2 separate regions of the Mus musculus genome follow, and region 1 is linked to region 2. The links are chromatin contacts, called in public targeted proximity ligation maps. All regions are on one chromosome and are shown on one strand. The core of a region is the stretch at or near the end of the contact, and the rest is flanking DNA. Distances in the headings are between cores, read along the strand shown.

Region 1 (3,596 bases), core at 562-3,061, 100 kb before region 2:
CCTCATCTGAGCAAGCAGAAATCAGGCAGACACTGACACCAGTTTGCTTTTTGTTACATCCTTTTCTCCTGGATGATTAGCTCTTAAAACAAACCTTTGTCTTTGGAAGCTAGAAAAGATGGAGAATTCCTATCTTCTCAAGGTTCTTCAGAAGATAAGGAACTCAAGGAGCAGAGCTGACAGAACACTCCTGGGCCTCACGGTCTTCTGCTGGCTGCTACTAACAAGGGAAGACCAACAGGTCTAGCCAACTGTGTCTAAGCAAGGACTGGATGGTGTGGTGTCTGCTTACTGAACGCTCGCTCCCCTTGGCCAGTCAGTCTCTCTCATCACCTGTGCACATAAAGCTAGGGTGCCTGCAGTTACATCCAATACTTCTGCTTAAGAAACCAGTAACTTTCACCTAAAAACAGTGAGTGTAGTATTGAAAGATAATCTCCCTGAACGCCTTTAATCTCAGCACTCGAAAGGCAAGAGGAAATGTGGATCTCTGGGTTCGAGGCCAGCCTGGTCCAGGACAGCCAGGGCTACACGAAGAGAAAATTTCCGTTATCTTATCAACTTTGTTATAAAATAACTAGAAAAGGACACTGAGCAGACGCATGCCAAGGTGGCTGAGTTTGGCGAGCTCTAAGAATCACCCTTGCTTCTTCACCTCATGCTCCACCAACTTATGCAAGAACTGCTTTAAAGAAGGCTCTTGAGTCCCTAAGTCGGGCCAATGCTGTGCGATACATATATAGTATGGGTTATAACTCACTCGAAGGCCGGGCAGTGGTGGCCCACGCCTTTAATCCCAGCACTTGGGAGGCAGTGGCAGGCGGATTTCTGAGTTCAAGGCCAGCCTGGTCTACAGAGTGAGTTCCAGGACAGCCAGGGCTACACATAGATAAACCCTGTCTGAAAAAGCAAAACACTCACTTTAAGTTTTCTAGTCACGTGTCTAAAAATAAAATTAACAAACAGTACACCCAATATGCGGCAAGTTGCTTCGTGTGTAACACAGTTCAGAACCCGACCCTTTATCTTAAAACATATTTGGCGCTCCTACTCTTCTTACACTTAAAACACATAAGTTTGGTCAAGTTATATTTCTAGTGTATTCTGTCTGATCACATGGCTAGCGGCTACCAAAACAAAGCAGCGGAGAGGACAGTGAGTCCAACAATCCATTCTCACAGCACTGAACATTAGGAGTTAACAGGTCCTCTGATGAATGCTACTGGAAAGCATGCTAGAAGTTCTACAGCATTCCCCATCAAATTAAACGCCTCTCTCCCGTTGGTCACTGAGCTGACCCTCTAGGGTCCAGCCCGTCTGGCCCACTCGATGGCCCGACTTCCGCGGCCTGGCACCGAGCTCCGGGCTAGTGAGTAGCGGACCTACCTGGCTGTGCACCCCGTCGGCTACCTGCGGGCTGCCCGCGCTTTCTACTCTGTCGCCGCCGCCCGCGGCCCGGGGTTCCTCCTGCTCGCCAGGAGGTGGCTCTCCGGGCTCCCGGCTACAGCCCTGCAGCTCCTGTCTGTCGTCCCCGCCGCCGCGTCGCTTGCGGGGCGCAGACGCAGGCTCCGCCATGATCCCCGCGTCCCCCTGGCGCTTGAGGGGCCGAGCCGTCCCAGACGGCGGGACCCAGAGCGGCGGCTCCTCGGGGAAGTCGCTGAGCAGGAGCCGCTTCCAAGGCACGCGGAACGTGAGCGGCTCAGCCGCACGCCGCTTGGCCATGGGCCAGGGACGAGGGTCGCGCGGGCGGCGGGCGGAGGGCGAAGGGCAGCGCAGAGCTCGGCTGTCCCGAGGGCGGACGAGACGTTGTGGGGGAGCCACCGCGCAGCGCCGGAGTTTCGAACCTGCGCCGTGATGCGCGCGCACCTGCGCCCATCCAGCACAGCCGCTGGTTGGTGGAGGCTCGCGGTTCGCGTTCCCGAGCGCCCTTGCGGCCGGAAGTGCGCCCTCTGAGGGGGCGGGGCATGGGGATGTGGATGGAAGGAGGCCGCTACCCCCTGGCGGCCTTCTTTTGACTTGCACGGTTGTTCGCATTCCCCTGTGTGTGCGCCTCTCGGTCCCCAAGCGAGGACTCGGGCAGGAGCGGCCGAAAGACTCCGCGGCCTCAGAGGTCCCAGCGGCAAGTGCGCTGGGGCCCTTTCCTCTGTGCTGCGATCCTGGGGCGGCGGAAGTGTCTGCTTAGCCCGCAGCGGCCTGCAGGTTCCAGGACCTCTCCAGTGGGTGGTGTCTTGGCAGAAAAATGTAAACCGTGGCAGAAATAAGTCCGTACTTTTTTTTTTTTTTTTTTTTTTGGTAAAAAGCAAAAAGTAACTAAAGGATAGGGTGCTTGCCTACCATGCCCAAGGCCTTAGATTCTATCCCCAGTGCTGCAAGGATAAGGAGAAAACGCAGTAACCAAACAAAACTAAGGAAAAAACAAAACAAACAAAAAGAAACCAAGCCCATCAACGCTCCGGAGAAACATTCTTTCTAGGGCATGGTAGAGCTGTTTTAGCTGATAGGTACTGTGTATGGGTGTATTTATGAATATGCGCCATGTGCATGCTTAAATATCTCTAGATGTAGTTGTAAGCCATCTACACAGAGAAACTTCCTTCCAGCACTGGGGATTGAACCTACGGCCTTGGGCATGGGAGGCAAGATCTCTATCCTTGAGTTACTTTTTGCTTTTACCGAAAGACTAAAATACTGGCTCAAACAAACCCATCACGGTTTGCATTGGTGGGAGGACAGCAAATAACCAACAAGCACAAACAGCGTTATCGGTAGTGTACAGAAAGTTCTGTTTGATCGCTCCATTTCCTGTTTGCACTTGGTAATTCTTCCACCTGGAACAAATGATAAATTCGCCATTGCCATTTTCACACTAGTGACACAGATGATTTGTTGTGCGGAGACCATGTTCCAACACAATAGAATACAACATGGGCAGGTGTGTTCCTTCTGTTCTCCAGAATCTTGCTGCCCTCCCCCCACCCCGCCCCTCATTCCTTGTGATACTTAGCATTATGTACACAAGGTAGTATAAAGCATATGCATAGCTAAAATGACCGTAACACGCAAGTGTCCCTGCCTGGCTTCAGAAGGGAAAGAGCATCTGTGTGCCTCTTCACTGTCCCGTTTCTCTTTCCTGTCCCCAAGTAGTCTTGTTTCGGACCATGAATTACTACTTCTTTGTAATTTCCCCCTCAGTCCACTCACTTATCTGTATTTCTAAGATGCTTTTTTGGATTTGCTAATATTTTAAGATATACTAAGATCTAGCTGACATACAATACGCTGCTTATTTTTAGACGTGGCATTTTGCCATACATACACATGCGCCTGCGAAGACATGAGAGTGCATCGCCTTAAAAGCTTTATCTTAAAAGTGGTTTGGAAAACCTTTAGTCCTAGCACTCGGGAGGCAGAGGCAGTCTGTGAGTTCTTGGCCAGTCTGGTCTACAGATCTAGTTCCAGGATAGTCACGGCTACACAGAGAGACCCTGTCTTGAAAAACAAAATCTATAAATGCTAAGAGCATTGTTCAAAAATGCGTTGTACAGATTTATTACAAAGTGTTTTTCTGAATGCTTTTTATAGCACCAGAGGTTGTT
Region 2 (3,394 bases), core at 244-2,743:
TAAGAAAGGCAGAGAGCAAGAGGTGGAGAGCAAGCCACTAAGGAGCATTCTTCTATAGCCACCACATCAGCCTCTGCCAAGTTCCTGCCCTGCTTGAGTTCCCACCCTGATTGCCTTTCATGAAGGACTATGATGTGAAAGTATAAAAGAAATTAACTTGTGACGCCAAGTTGCTTATCATGGTCATAGTGTTTTATCCCATCAATAGAAACCCTAACTAAGACACTCACTAGTCAGCAAGTCCAAAAGAAGTAAAGAACACTTGGCACATGGCATTTTATTTGTTAGCTTCCAGTGCCTAGTTGAGGCATTGATTTTATAGGGTAATTCTGTCTTCATTGTTTTTGTGTATGGGTGGGTATATGCCAGTTGAATTCAGGTATGTGAAGCTCTGCCAGCTCTTCACTAACAACAAACAAGATCGATTTGACATGTTTTGCTCACTTTTACAAGTCCTGAGTTATCTAAATGTTGTTTCAGGGCTCCAGAGGAGCAAAGACAAATACTGGAAAAGCCCATGCTTCCCTTCCCTGCCCGGGAAAGACCAGCTCCCCTCCTTTCACCCTTCCACGACCTTGACCTTCACGCTTTGAAGTCTAGGGCCAGCCTTCCTCCAGAGGAAAAGACAACACTGCTGTTGATGATAGTCTCCTCCTCTCTAGGGGATAAGGGGGTTAGTGAGAAAAGGGAAGGGCAAGGCTGGAAATAAGACCTCAGAAACAGTGGCTATGGCCGCGGTGGTGGTGGTGATGGTGGTTAGAACTGCTTAATTCAGAATCTTCCTGCAGAGCCATCTGAATGCTAGATCATTTCAGACTCAACCTACATTTAAGACAAAGGTTATGTTGGGCCTTTTTTTTGGGGGGGGGAGCCCTTCATTCTTATGGATCCCAATTTCAGACCATTTCCACAGTCTCTTAGCTTCCTGCTCTCTCTGTTGTATGTAACAATACTTGGTGAGAGAATGAGCAGAGAGCCTTAGAAAGCTTTGTTGCATGTCCAAGAGCATAGCTCTTTGACATCTGTGAGTCTGCCTTCCTTAAGTAAAATTGGATCAGTAAACTTGATCACCGTGTGTTCTTGATCTGTTGTTAGATGTCTGTCAGGACGTCAGCAAGAAACAGAGCTTCGGTTTCATCCCCTAGACACTGCTGTAAGCCCGAAGTCTACAGAACACAGTCCAGAGATAACTCTGTGTGCCAAGAGGACCAGCGGATTGCATATTAGTATTAATTGTTCTAACAACAGAATATTTAGGCCCATTAGCCTGCAATTGTGAGAAATCTCCTGGTTTTGTGATTCCTTGGCCTTTGGATGTTTCTGTTAAACTCTTTCATTTCTAGTTACTTCGATTTTGAGAATTCCAGCCCTGAGCCTTTAGAACATGGAGTGAAAAGGATAGATAAAAGGCAACGCCCAGTATTAAGCAGTAGTAAGTAGGGGTCTGTGATGAACTGTCTTGGTATTTTACCGCTGGAATGCTGCTTTGTGTGTCTGGCTAATCTCCTTCAGTATTTAGCATCAAAATGGAAAGAACTGGAACTATGCAAATTGGTGGTTTGTATCTTGTTTACAAGAGTATCCACCAGTCGTCCCTCCTTAGACTATCTCTGAAGGGAACTGGAAAGCTCTAGCCTGGATGTTGGTCACGAGAGGACTGCTTCCTTTGTGACTTCTCTCTGGAAAGTTTGAGGTAACTGAGATGACAATCTGAACCATCTGAGAACGATCACCTCAGCCTGGAGCCTTTCTCAGGCAGCCCCGCCTCCTTCCCCTGCCCTCCTTGTTTCTGCACCAACTCTCACGGTATAGAGCTTGCTGTGTAGAGCCCTCTGGATCTACACGGTAGGGTTAAAGGTGGTGTTTCCTTTCTCCATAAATCAGGGGTGGGAGGTATGGATAGTCCCCAAACAAGCAAACTAACAACAACAAGAAAAAAAAAAATTACATCTATTTGTTTGCAGGAACCTTACCCACTGAGCTATCTTCCCAGCCCTGCTTACTTTTTGAGACAGGGCTTCACTCTGGTACAGGCTGGCCTGGATGTTACTGTGTGTGTAGCCCAGGGTGGTCTCACACTCCGGGCAGCCCTGTCTTAGCCTCGGAATGCTATCTAGCCTTGCAGGTGTGAGCTAGTGTACTTGAGAGAGGTTTTCTGTTACACTCATCAAGTCCCGGGAGACTCTGAGATGCTTTTCCACGGTAGGACATTTACAGGAAAGAGACTGATTTCCTCCCCTGCTCGGAATGATACGGTATGGCCGCAGTTTTCACACGTTATAAATGTTCTATAAACATTCAGTGCAGTGAATGGAAACAGCAGTGTAAATTAGAATGTGAAGGGCCCCATAAATGGTGCAGTTGTTCAAGGTATGTGTGTGAACCTGGGCGTGCAGGTGTGTTTTCATGTGTGTATGTGAAGGCCAGAGGTCAATGCTGGGTGTGTTCCTCAGTTGCGCTCCACTTTATTTATTGAGACAGGGTCTCTCACCAAACTTGGAGCTCCCTGCTTTGGCTACACTGTCTGGCCAGTTAGCTCCAGGGATTTGTGTGTCTCTTCCTCTCTGGTACTGTCCTGAGACTGGAGAAACAAGCCACCACACCCAGCTGTTTTACATGAGTGCTAGGAATGAACCTAGATTCTCAAGTTTTCATGGCAGGAACTCTGCTGACTGAGCCATGAATCTAGCCCCGATATTTTCCTCCTCATTTTGCCACTTGATGGGCATGTAGACTGACTCCCTAACGGTTAGCATTCCTTTTTAATGGTTCCAACATGCTGATGAATCAGGGTTGACTTAACATAGTTCTCTCCTAATGGACGTTAGACTCATTCCCATTTTCTCTAGTCTTACATTCTTGAATATACCAGTTACCAGCCATGTGTGGTAGGTAGTTCACTGTGGGTCATGTTACCACCAGGGACCATGTTGATGTCCTTGGCCTGTGCTGCCACCGAAGACTGTGATGGTGTCTGTGCTGCTGCCAGAGGCCTTGTTGAGGTTCATGGTCTATCCATGGCTGGAAGCTGTGAATGTCTGTGGTCTGATCTCCCACTAGAGGCCACATTGATGTCTGTGGTCCATGTTACCACTGACGGCCGGGTGGATGTCTGTGGTCTATGCTGCCGCCTGAAGCCATGTTGGTATCCATGGGCTGGCCAAGCTGTCACTGGGGATCATACTGGTGTCTGTGGCTTCTGTTGCTCCAGAAGCCATGTGGATGTCTGTGGCCTGTGGTCCTGGGGTTATGATGGTGTCTGCAGTTGGTATTGCCACCAGAGACCATGCTGAGGTCTGTGGCACATGCTGACACTGGAGACCAGTTGGATATTGTGTTCTATGCTATAACCAGAAACCATGTGGAAGTCCATGAGCTGTGCTCTTGCTGTGCA

The links.
Region 1: a targeted proximity ligation map of embryonic stem cells shows a contact between it and region 2, with 15 read pairs. A contact is called at or near these places in 3 of 39 promoter capture datasets (the C10 cell line, the HPC-7 cell line and pre-B cells), 4 of 484 Hi-C or Micro-C datasets (Sertoli cells, Th1 cells and embryonic stem cells), 11 of 130 datasets of targeted methods (the 230-238 cell line, CD8 T cells, the SCID.adh cell line and 4 more) and 2 of 9 other capture datasets (adipose tissue and pancreatic islet).

Annotation. Positions count from the first base shown.
Region 1 is chr19:18,711,450-18,715,045 of GRCm38.p6, reverse strand. D030056L22Rik (RIKEN cDNA D030056L22 gene) reads right to left here and starts at 1,811. Exons shown (of 2, transcript NM_001374130.1): 1 at 1,387-1,811. The coding sequence starts at 1,722.
Region 2 is chr19:18,606,365-18,609,758 of GRCm38.p6, reverse strand. The region is part of intron 1 of Ostf1 (osteoclast stimulating factor 1); the gene reads left to right. Among named protein-coding and RNA genes, the nearest start is that of Ostf1, 24 kb to the left of the region's middle.